Linked DNA regions of Mus musculus: regions 1 and 2 are each linked to region 3. Evidence: chromatin contacts called from public HiChIP or PLAC-seq data. All regions are on one chromosome and are shown on one strand. Each heading gives the region's core, a stretch centred on a gene start, on an enhancer-like site or on the middle of the called end of the contact. The rest is flanking DNA. Distances are from core to core; before and after follow the strand shown. Region 1 overlaps Lpp (LIM domain containing preferred translocation partner in lipoma). Region 2 overlaps Lpp (LIM domain containing preferred translocation partner in lipoma). Region 3 overlaps Gm31814 (a long non-coding RNA gene).

Region 1 (4,238 bases), core at 708-3,207, 660 kb after region 3:
ACAGCTGCCACCCCCTGTGGTCAGATCTCCTGTGTCTAATATTGTTCCTGATTTATTGTTATTATCTTATAAATTGTGTACTTCCCCTGAGACAGGAATGCATACAATGAAAACATTTTCAATCACACTTATTTCTATGTAGCAATATATTCGGCCAACATAAAATATGCCAGGAGAAACAAAGAGAGAGGAGGAAGACACTCCCCATACACTCATCCTTGTTTCTCTAAAACCTAGGGCTTGAAGGTAAGAAGCCACAGAAAGGAACCCAAGATTTAATCCAAATCTCTTCCAAGGATCCAGTTTGACATGACAACGTTCCACTGTCACCTCCAAATGTGTTGGGATGTTTTGTAGCACTCCTGGGCATGTGTAGCTCATGGCAGACAGGTTGAAGATTGACAGTGAAACCTGAGAGTAGTGAGCATATTAGCATAATATCAGGGCTAGCAGAATGTCAAAAACTTAGGTAATTTGACTTCTCTTGCTTGATTCTGAACTTGGAACCAATCTCAAATGATAACCAAAGGTAAAATTGGCAATTGCCAGCTCAGATGTTAAGATATTTCATATTTGTTGGATCACTGTAAATACTGAAGCAAAGTATAAGACAAGACATTGGTATAGTGTTATATTCATTTAACTGATAGGACGCTCTAGAAAAATAAGTCAAGATAGAGTAATCTGAAGTTCTTTAGCATAAATGGAATCCTAGCCTTTAAAGATGGAGACATTTCTTGTCCATTTTTCTCCATTTAGCACAAAATCAGCCCTTAATAACTGATGACCATTTATGGAACACTGATTATGGACTAAGCACTTTATTAAATACTTTAGTAATAGATCATGCTTCATCATGCCGGCATAGTAGGTAGTCACTCAGATCTAGTATATGGGTGAAAAAGCCAGTGCTAAGACAGTTCTAAACCTGGACCAAGGTCACACAGATTGTTAGGAGGCTTTCTAAGGGAAGTCTCTGTTCTGACTTGCTTAACAAGTAAGTGTTTCTAATGGAGCCACTTGTCCTCATAGCTATAATGTTCTACAGGATTCTGCCATCAGTACCATATACTACTGTACTTTCTGTCAGTCACATGGTTATCCAAGGAATATCAAACCAAGATTGTTGGAATGGAAAGGGTCCAGACTTTTTGGGTTCTAAGCATGAAGAGTAAGAATCATCCAAGGGAGCAACATTTTCATGAGACAAAGCTATGTGCCCATATGCGCTGTACATGTATAAGTCTGTATATAGAGAGATGATAGATAGACAGATGGCAGATAGATAGATAGATAGATAGATAGATAGATAGATAGATAGAAGATAGATAGATGATAGATAGATGATAGGTAGATAGATGATAGGTAGATAGGTAGAGAGATGATAGATAGAAAATTAAACAGACACAGATATCCTTAAGCCCATACCCACTGACAAATTTTAACTGACTATGGCATATTCTTAGTTATAATAGAATTAAAATCTAAGTTGAGAATTACTGATCAAGTTTCATCTTGTCACATCATAGACCCGAAGACAGAAACACACTGGCAACTACTTTCAGAAGGTCCTCTGTGACACATCTGTGTAAGGAACCCTGGTTCTATGACTTTCACTAATAGTGATTTTCATTTTTATTTCACAAAACGATATTTCTGGATTGCATCATGTCTTGCTTCATGGTTGCGGTGGAACATAAGCGAGCAGGCAGGGGTTTTTACTGTGTCTGGGGTCCCATGATAGATGTGTTGGTAAGGGAGGATGTGTTCACTGGTTTCTGCTGAGATTCACCTGTTCACTAATGACAGCTCCTCAGCACATTTTCATAGTGGTAGGTCCGTGGGCTGCATAGTTTTGTGTGTGTGTTTTCAATTTCAGTTCCTTTGATAACTGAGCAAATAACAGAGATGATGAAACCGAACAGAATTAATCTCCTAGATTGTGTGTCACTTCTCCTTTTCAGTGAGTCAGTACGTTTGGTAATGACACGGGAGATTAGAAGGTTGCAACGTGTGCCTCAGTGAATGCTTGTGGGAAACTCACTATTTGCCCATCACAGATTTATGTGGAGTGAATGAGAGTTTTACTGCACAGAATATCCAGGATGGAGAAAAGATAAATAAATTTGGAAGTCTTTGCCCTCAAGAAACTCATAGACTGTCACAGGTTAGACAACCAAAAATGTATAATAACCCTTTCCCTGTGAGGTATCTGTGCATATGACCAAAGGATGCCTTGGGACATGGAAAGCAGTGGTAGCTTAAGGGCTGATACCTGAGCTGCATCTGTAAGGAAAGACTCCCCCGGCCCCTGTAGAAAGGAGAAGAAAGGCATGATAAAATGAAGAACTTGGTAGAAAGGAAGGCAGGGAAAGTGTTCCCTCTTGAGATAGCAGAATGTCTTCAGCACTAACAGGGTGATGAGCCAGCAGTAGGGACGTGGAAGGCGAGACAGTCAGTGTTCAGCGAGGAGCTGGTCCATGCCACTAGATCTGTGCTTGATCCAGGAGAGAACAACTGTTCCTGTTGCCAAGTAGCACTGCTAGTGACTGAGATGATCTCACAGAGGCACCTCGTGGGGCAGAGTACAGACTTGCCAGGTGGAACAGAAAGATGGCATTGCTGTCTTTTACTCACGCTTCAAAACAGGAAGTGCCTAAGTAAGCAGCTTTTCGGATCAATGCAGCCATGCTTTACCTGCCCTTGGGTTCTTCCGCATCAGCAGGACTAGGGGCATACTGCTGCTGTGCAAAGATGCCACCAAATGCAACAGAAGGCAGATCACCCAATCTTTAGAAGTGGAAATGTATATACATCTAGATTTGAATGTTGCTTCCAAGTTTCAACAAAAAGGCAAGCTGTCAGAAAACCCCTCACATGTGTATTCTCAACTGAGTTCTTGTGGTTTTTTGGTCCTGGTGCCTACTGAAGAGTTTGTCTATGTTTACAATGGAAAAGACCTTGGGAGCCATCTCCAAATCTTGTTTGTTTGTTTGTTTGTTTGTTTTAATAAAACTAGAGAGAATGGCTCCAGCCATCATTGGGAGCACGCATGTGATCCTTCCATTCATGTGGAAGCCTGGCTTCCTTTTCATGCTGTTACTAATCAAGTGTTCATTAGTCATGAATTAGTGAGTTATCCCAAGGCATGCCTTGATATCACAGTCCCTGTTCACTCGCGCTTATTTAGTACAGTTTCCATTACCTAGAATATACTGTGGCTTACATATATTAAGTGAAAAATTCTAGAAAGAAACAGATTGTAAGGTTTGAATGGCATGTCATTGTGGGGAACATGCTGAAACCTCACACCGTCCTTCTTCATCCAGTCAGGACATGAGCATTCCCTGGGGCCTTTGCCTCACATGACACCTGTAGTAGCCCACTCTACCACTGCTGATACCAGGAAGGCAGTCGTACTGTCAGAAAGGGTATGGCCAGTAACTTTATTCCATGTAGATGTGGCCTCTGAATAAAACCAAAGGTGCTGCTGATTCAGACATGCCAGAGGCTGACAGCTGCTTCCAATAAGTGCAAGGTGAAACTACTCATGCTAATAGGAGAAGGGGGAAAACCCGAATGCTGAGACTGCTAAACTCTGCAGAAAACCGAATCTTAGTATCCAGGGAGAAAGTAATTCATGACGATGTTTCTATCTTGCCTTAAACTGCAAAAATTATGATCGCAGTGAGTAATAAATGATATAGTTCTGTACTATCAATGATTAGGGGCATCAAAGGGGACAGTCTCAGGATGAAAATGGGCACGTACTAGAGAAATAAGAAAGACAAAATAGCTAAATGTTTGGTAAGGATGTGTGATTGAATTTATCATCTATATGCTTGGTTCCCTCCACTTTTTATACTAAAAAAGATCTTTGTTCTTTATTTTTCTGAATTTCATATGTATGTACATATATGTGTGTGTGTGTGTGTATGCAACATTATCATTTCTGCACCCCATTTTTCTCCTTAAAACCCTTGTATACACCCCCCCCACACACAAGATGCCTTCCAACTTCATGTCTTTTTTTTTTTTTAAATTCATTCCAGTTAGTGCTGTGATATGTTCCCAGATGTGGGGAGACCATCCACTGGTATATGAGAAAACTACCAGCATCCATACCCTCCATAAAGACACACACACACACACACACACACACACACACACACACACACACACGGCCCAGCGACTATCTTGCAAGCTGTCTGTAGTTCCTCAGCATATCATGAGGCCCT
Region 2 (3,735 bases), core at 382-2,881, 730 kb after region 3:
AAGGAAGGCTGTGCAGGAGTCACCTTCGGACCTCTATTTAACAGTTCCAGTTCGGGCTTTTTGAAGCCGTTTTCTACAGTAGGCTGTTCTGTATTGAGCAAACATACACAGATGAAAACCCAGCAAACAGAGTGATTTAATTCATTGCTTACCCTGCTGAGTATCAAATTTCCTAACTTTCAACTAATGTTCTTTAATTCCTCTCTTTTCTTTCTTTTCTTTGTTTGTTTGGTTTGGGTTTTTGCTTTTTGTCAAGACAGAGTTTCTTTGTGTAACTCTGGGTATCCTGGAACTCATTCATTTTGTAGACCAGGCTGGCTTCAAACTCGCGGAAATCTGCCTGCCTCTGCCTCTGCCGCTGCCTCTCGATGCTGAGATTTAAGGTGTGCTCACTGCCGGCCTGGCAGCTTCCTTCTTCTTATGAATAATAATGTGGGAAGCCTAGGGAGTCTCTTTTGGCAGTCAAGACATCTTCACTTGTGTCTGTAGCAGTTTCAGTGACTGCTTTTCTCCCTTTAGCTATTTCCTCCCTCGAGCCTCCCAGCAATTGCTAGGGTTTCATAGTTCATGCTAGCTGGACAGATATTACTCTGGAGTCCTGGAAAAAGTAGAAAGTAAGGTGAGAATCACTTAGTTATTCTCTTCAGCAAAACTGTTAATGTTGTTTATATGACAGGCAGTCTGGAATAGAGTGCCTTGGGCAAACTGTTTAACATGTTTACAATCGGCCTCCGGGCAAGTGGAAGGTAGGCGTTTCCATGCACAAATGTCATTGTCCTTGAAGCACCCAACTCCTTGTGAACAATATTGTGTGTCAGCATTCTTCCCAACCAAAAGGGCCAAGTCTGTGTTCAGTTCAGTTGACTTCTGAAAGACAAGAAAAATAACTTGCCATGAGACTGTTCTGATTCTAATGCAAATTTGACTGATGTTAATTTTTCCTTATCTCTAATGAATTTCTGTGTGTGTGTGTGTGTGTGTGTGTGTGTGTGTGTGTGTGTGTGTGTGTGTTTATAAAACCTACGAGGGTTTTCATCTCTGTCTCTAAAGAACCACTTTCGTAGAATCCCACTTTTAAAAAGATACCTGAAAGCCTATTGTGTGCAACATCTGGCTCTCTGGAAATCTGTCAGAAGGAAACTTTTTTTTAAAAAAAGTTGTAAAATAAATAAAAGCCGATTTTGAAAGCATTTAAGTGGACATAGAGATTGCACGAGGAAGGCATTTATTCGAACTGGGTAATTGGCGACACTTCCTCAGGGAGGATGGGAAGGTCTGTGGCACATGATGTTAGTGGGAAAGAGGGGACAAGGATAAGAACCCTAGATGAAGATGTGAAGGCAGGAAGATTGACACATGCGTAGTCATAATCCCAGGGGCAAGAGGGCAGAGGACGAATGGAAGAGCCAGGTAGAGACCAAGCAGCTGAGCATTTTGAGAGCAAACTCTCCAGTTGATCGGAAAGCTTTGAGTGTGCTACTGCAGCCTGAATAAAAGTCTGTCTGCAGCTGCTAAACAGTAAGCAGATCAAACTGGCATTTTATCAGAAAAGGAAGATCTTGTTCTAGTCGCAGTAGATGAGAGGTCTCAGAAGGTTGCGCATTGTGATTTCAGCTACACATGCAAATCCACAAGACTCGGAGCTCATTTTTACTGTTGTGCAACAGGGTTAGTTTTGTTTTGAGCTGAGTCTCCCAAGGAAGTGTGGTAATCAGATTTCTAAATCCATCACATTAAGCCCTGTCAGCAGTGAATCATTGCCTATGTGTTAAAGGTCAAAAAATTTCCCTTTAGAAATTCATTATGGTGGTGACTGGAATGTAAATTTGAATGTTCATGTGTAGTGGGTGTGAATTCAACAGATAAAAGGCCAGAGGAGACACAGAAAAGTCCATGTTGTTATTATTTTAGGTCAGATATTTACAAATTGTACTTTAAAAGTTATGACTGCAAAAACAAAGAGTGCGTATCTTTCTGTCTTGTTTGGGCAAGGCTGTGTGCTGGCTAGTAAGAGGAGGAGCCGGTGTGCTCACACTCCCAGTGTGAACTATTACACTATTGTTCACATTTGCTTTTCCTCACTAATGTGCCCACCCACCTTAGCAGATCCCCAGCTCAATTTCCTGGAATTGTCCTATCAGAAAGTCCTGACTTCAGGACTGGATCCATGTGTGCTGCGTGTGTGCTACCATTGAGTTGAAGACTAGTTTTTATTTTCAGTATTCTTGAAGGTTTATCATCATTGTCATCACTATTATTGCTACTACTGCTACTATTACTATTATTACTATCATCATCATCATTATTATTGGTAAGTTTAACTTTCCGTGGAGTGAACCTAGACCACTAAGCTGAACTCACTCTAAATGTTTCAGAGAATTAAAATACAACACTTCTCTATAAATTTTTAAGAAAAATCTAAGTTTCTGTTTAAAAACAATCAAAAAGTGAATGCAGTGTCTTTACAGGTTGTGATGCATTCAGGAGTAGTTACGAGACAAGTAGAGTGATTGCATTACCTTCCATGAAGCTCTTGGGGAAAAATTGTCTATGTGCATGAGTGTTGTGTCTGTGCATGTGTCTATACACCACCTGAGTGCTTTGTGGACATAGAGTCTAGAAGAGGGGGTTAGATTCACAGGACTGGAGTTACAGACAGTTGTGAGCCTCCATGTGGATGCTGGGATTTGAACCTGAGTCCTCTAGTGTGCTTTTAACCCCTGACCCTTCTCTCCAGCCTTCTTTCTGTGTAGCTCTTACTAATATTTCCACTGCACCAATATTGTTTCCCACGCTGCTAGACTTTAGTTCTGAGCTTCTTGAACATGCTCTGAGTTCCAGGCCATTTCCATCCTCCTGGCCAGCACGATGATGCTCACGTCTAGATTTGGCCATTTTCAGAGCTGACGCACAGGCACTATGTCAAGCCTGTTAGGACAGTTTTCTCTAAAGCTCTCTGGGTGATCCTGACACTACAACATAGTGTTTCCAGTGGTTTCCATTGTGATTTTCATATTTTTACAGACATTCAATTCTGGACTGCATTTCAAGTCACGTGTAATCTCACATGTACTTTGAATCATAAACATTTAAATATAAATAACCAACTCATCCCTTTCCGTTTTCAAAAAGATTTGTGTCAGTGTGTGTATGAGTGTGTGTGTGTGTGTGTGTGTGTGTGTGTGTGTGTGTGCCACATTTGGATGGGTGCCCTTGGAGGCCAGAAGAGGATGTTAAGTTCCTTGGAGTTGGAGGTGGCAATGATCCACGTAACATGGGTGTTAGGAACTAAATTAATGTCCTCTGGAAGAGTAGCAAGTGCTCTGACCACTGACTTCCTCTCCAGCCCTATCTTTCTGATTTTTAAAATGAAATTGCAGTCATATATTCACATATACAAAATATATTTGTTTATATATTATATAATATATATTCTCATATATTAGACATGTTTATAGATTTGTATATAATGTATTTTACTCCTAAAGATATTTTCCAATATGTTATTAGATGTGTCCTTTCAAAATCTGGATTTTAATAGTAGTGTAACATTTCTTCTCATGATAGCACTATTATCTAACCTATGCTTGATCCCTACATATTAAGGTTATAAAACCACTCTTGGGCAACTTTGGGGGCAATAATCTAGGTCTTACCTTGAGAATATTGTAGTTTATTAGTTTCTCTGGGGGTTGAATGTTGCTCACACAAGGAAGTGAGTGGTCCTTAGAGTGT
Region 3 (3,768 bases), core at 851-3,350:
CATTCACGCTAGCTACCATAGCTTTTGAGGCCTCGCTGCTACTTAATATAAACTCTCCTTGGAAACCAGATGTCCGACACACGCCACAACAATCTATTTTATTCATCATTCCTCTGAGTCCTCTGAGTCCTCTGGGTCCCCTGGGTTCTCTGGGTTCTCTGGGTCCTCTGGGTGTCTGGTTCATTGAAGCAGGAAAAGATCCTGGTACCCAGATCCTGATTCTGCCATAAGTGAGCTGCGTGGACCTGGGAAGGCCACTTTATTACTCAGAACTTTAGGTTGTTCATTTCTAAAATCAAGGGGTGGGAGCTGTAATTGACAAGGTCTCAGATGAAGAGACAGACTGGGGGTGGCATGGGGAACAGTCACAGTGAGGCAGGAAGACTTTATGGCCATTCCTCACTGGGGATGTACTTGAACATGATGGCATTCACTGTTTTTATATTGGTTGTTCTCCAGTCCAGAAGGAGGGGGTTAGCAGCTTGGGGCTGGAAGGGATGCAGAGAGGAGTGACTGAGGAGAGCTAGGCTGGTGAGATAGACCTGCAGACAGCATTATTACTGCCCTAGCTTTGGGATACTATTTCTGTGACTGCTAAAGGGAAAGGGCCTTCACAATACTGAAAGAGTAAAATCCTGGAGTGTGGGGGAGGGTCACTAAGCACATTTTCAACCTCAAGGCTATTCTAGATGACTCACTTGGAAGCTTTAATTTTTATGACAGATTATTTTTTTAGAACAGTATTTTTTAGGGGTTCAAAAAGCTTGCATGTAAAGAATTCCAAAGCTGAATGACCATCCAGAGACTACCCCACCTGGGGTTCTATCCCATATACAATAACCAAACACAGAAACTATTGTGGATGCCAATAAGTACTTGCTGACACTCTGCCAATGCCTAACAAATACAGAAGTGGATGCTTATAACCATCCATTGGACTGAGCACAGGGTCCCCAATGAAGGAGCTAGAGAAAGGACCCAAGGAGCTGAAGGGGTTTGTAGCCCCATAGGAGGAACAACAATAGGAACCAACCAGTACTGCCATAGCTCCCAAGGACAAAACCAAAGAAAACACATGGTGGAACTCATAGCTCCAACTGCATATGTAGCAGAGAATGGCCTAGTCGGTCATCAAGGGGAGAAGAGGCCCTTGGTTCTGTGAAGGCTCTAAGTCCCTGTGTAGGGGAATGCTAGGGCCAGGAAGAGTGAGTGGGTAGGTTCATGAGCAGGGGAGGAGGGAAGGGGTAGTGGGTTTTCAGAGGGGAAACCAGGAAAGGGGATAACATTTGAAATGTAAATAAAGAAGATATCTAATTTAAAAAGTTAGGAAACTATGAAAAATAAAAATTAATTAATTAATTAATAATTCAAAGCCAAGTGTTCTAGTAGTCCATAAGGAGTCATGCTGCAGGCTCTTCCTGATGATACTCTGCATACATTCTATCATTTGCTCTTCAAAGCCAGCCTGGGAAATAAAGTGTCAGGAAGACCTTCCTTTACCAGGTGGTAGAAAATCAAGATGCTAACTGGCCGAGCCACTGGTCAAAAACCTCAGGTAGTGGAGATAAGGCTGTGTGTTAGCCCAGAACCCTCACTGCTACCCGGAACTATCCGTTACTACTATGCTCCCAGGCATTCTTCACTGCCCAGGACAACATCCTTTAGCCTCTGGCAGCCAGCTCTGAAGGCCTGGATCAGGGTCATGGCCCCAAGTTCCCCAGACGAATGGAGTGGCATAGATCACCCAGAGCAGCAGGAGAGCCTCGGGTATCAGCTGACTCGCTCACCTGACGTTGTCGGCTCTCTGATGCTCTGGGAGCCAGAGCTGGCAAAATGAGCTCGGGAACCCTCTCCTGACTTCTTATTCTTCTAGAGACTTGGCATTCAAAAACCAAAGAGATTTCCACAGGTCCATCGCCACAGACGTGATTAGGAATTATTTTGTGAAGCCACCTACTAATCCTGCATCCTACTGGCCAAGGTTGGGCAGTTAACAGTTTCTTTAGGGACTTCCATTAGCCAACCTAACCGATAAAGTCCAGAGGGACTAAAGCAGAAAGAAATGTGACGGCCTATGAGTCACTCAGTCTCGACCTTCAGCATGTTTTGAAAACGCATTGTGAAATGCTTTCCAATCAATACAGCGCTGGGCAGTAACAAGGCTGGGTGGGGGTTGTGCAAGAAGGGAAGCGGACCATTTATGCTGGGTCATTTGAGAGGCTCCAAGTTCTTACTGAGAGAAGGACCTAAAAACACAAGGTCCCCATAACAGCGTTTAAACGGAATCACAGAAAACCAAGCACCAACAGGGAACAAAAGTGGACACCTTTCTTCTCGGCAGAATAGCGAAATGGGTGGCTTATATTTACACCCCCAAGCTAGAGAGTCTATTCCTTCCTGTCAAAGTCCAAGACTGGTGTTAACCCCAAATGGCTGCTAGACGCTTCCATGCTGCCGACAGCAGCCTAACCTTCAGGCATTGCGAGCAAGTGAGTGATCTAGCAAGTGTCTGAGGTGAAGGAAGCAGCTGGTGAGAGGCAGGTGCACAGAACGCGGAAGCTGAAGATGGCTCAAGGTCCACCTGCCACTTGCAAGGCCTCTGACTGTGGGAGCAGTCACATTCCCTGTCAGACCCTTTTCTTTCTACCAAGGAGAGAAGGCATCTGCCCCATGGATCACATGAAACTTGAAAGTGATGAGGGCCATGCAGACTCTTTGCAAGCTCCACATGCACACAGAGGACTATTATTAGTGGAAACCCATCAGCATGATTTTGCAAAGGCAGATGGAAAGAATTTCCCACTTAAAGAATGGCACTCAGGTATGACTTTGTGGTTAGAGGCCAAAACCAATCCTGAAGATGAGCCTGTACACATGACAGAGAACATTTGGGTACCAGTTGGTGCCAGGCTCAATTAGTTGCTAGCTTGGGTGCCTGGGAAATGCTTAACAACTGTTTCTACAGTGGTTAAAAATAAATAAATAAATAAAAATATAAGATTGGCTGTAAGTATTTGCACCACAGCGCTATTGAGGCCACAATATCAGTAACACGGGGTAAGGAAAAAAGGCCCACAGCTGGCCCACACGTGTAAGTACAGCCAGATCAGGCTCTGCTCCCCACTAGAAACATCTGAAAGATTAGTTGGTACAAGTACTTTGAAAGCCCATTCGACTCATGCCACCTGAGTTTTAACAAACAAAGCCGCTCCATGTCTTCCTCTAAAGCTTCAAATGAGAATTCGTACTTTTATTTAAACTTGTCCTGGTCATTGTTGCAGAGAATCTTAACTGTGTCTTTGTCAAAATTGTTGGTTCCTAAACCACAAGCCTGACATTGTGCGTATGTGTGTGGAGGAGGGGGGAGGGTCAGGGGAACCCTTGGTTTTCAAATCTAAGGACTGAAGAGTTGATCAAACAGGATAGGATGGAACAGTACAGGGAAGAGGAGAAAAGTCTGGGACCGATTATTAGCAGTCTCAGCGGTGACACTTGTACGGGTGGCCTGTTTTCTGAGGCCCAGATTCTATCTGTAAAATGGGAAGTGCTCTCTGCCTTTGCCTCACTCCCAGCGCTACAACGGAGACTTAAGCGCTAGCGCAGGGGCAGGAGTTCTGAAACCAGCAACCTTGTGTTGGCTTTGAACTGTTGTATATTTACTTGGATATTATTACTCAAACATGGATTTGATTTCTCAGCTTCAGAACTGATGATAAGTAGGACTCGTGCTGGGGCAGACAAGCCCTGCCCCGCAACTCAAATCCTATT

The links. HiChIP or PLAC-seq counts read pairs in DNA pulled down with a chosen protein or histone mark.
Region 1: an H3K27ac HiChIP or PLAC-seq map of acute myeloid leukemia shows a contact between it and region 3, with 2.6 times the contacts expected there. The contact joins two enhancer-like sites. A contact is called at or near these places in 1 of 15 datasets of contacts at CTCF or cohesin (the NIH/3T3 cell line) and 2 of 115 datasets of contacts at active chromatin or transcription factors (acute myeloid leukemia and astrocytes).
Region 2: a FOXA1 HiChIP or PLAC-seq map of pancreatic cancer cells shows a contact between it and region 3. The contact joins two enhancer-like sites. A contact is called at or near these places in 3 of 484 Hi-C or Micro-C datasets (bone marrow-derived macrophages, brain and olfactory sensory neurons) and 2 of 115 datasets of contacts at active chromatin or transcription factors (astrocytes and pancreatic cancer cells).

What each region holds. Positions count from the first base shown.
Region 1 is chr16:24,858,039-24,862,276 of GRCm38.p6, forward strand. All of the region lies in intron 9 of Lpp (LIM domain containing preferred translocation partner in lipoma), which reads left to right. Among named protein-coding and RNA genes, the nearest start is that of Gm22672, 24 kb to the right of the region's middle. Within about 2 kb of position 1,958, at least 44 of the 459 cell types and tissues checked have an H3K27ac peak or open chromatin away from gene starts, as enhancers often do. A contact at or near this core is called in acute myeloid leukemia, where this site is marked.
Region 2 is chr16:24,932,255-24,935,989 of GRCm38.p6, forward strand. All of the region lies in intron 10 of Lpp (LIM domain containing preferred translocation partner in lipoma), which reads left to right. It overlaps Gm52245 (a long non-coding RNA gene), which reads right to left. Exons shown (of 3, transcript XR_003951917.1): 2 at 3,657-3,735; 3 at 361-867. Among named protein-coding and RNA genes, the nearest start is that of Gm52245, 7.3 kb to the right of the region's middle. Within about 2 kb of position 1,632, at least 74 of the 459 cell types and tissues checked have an H3K27ac peak or open chromatin away from gene starts, as enhancers often do. A contact at or near this core is called in bone marrow-derived macrophages and pancreatic cancer cells, where this site is marked.
Region 3 is chr16:24,197,846-24,201,613 of GRCm38.p6, forward strand. All of the region lies in intron 1 of Gm31814 (a long non-coding RNA gene), which reads right to left. Among named protein-coding and RNA genes, the nearest start is that of Gm32126, 40 kb to the left of the region's middle. Within about 2 kb of position 2,101, at least 76 of the 459 cell types and tissues checked have an H3K27ac peak or open chromatin away from gene starts, as enhancers often do. A contact at or near this core is called in acute myeloid leukemia, bone marrow-derived macrophages and pancreatic cancer cells, where this site is marked.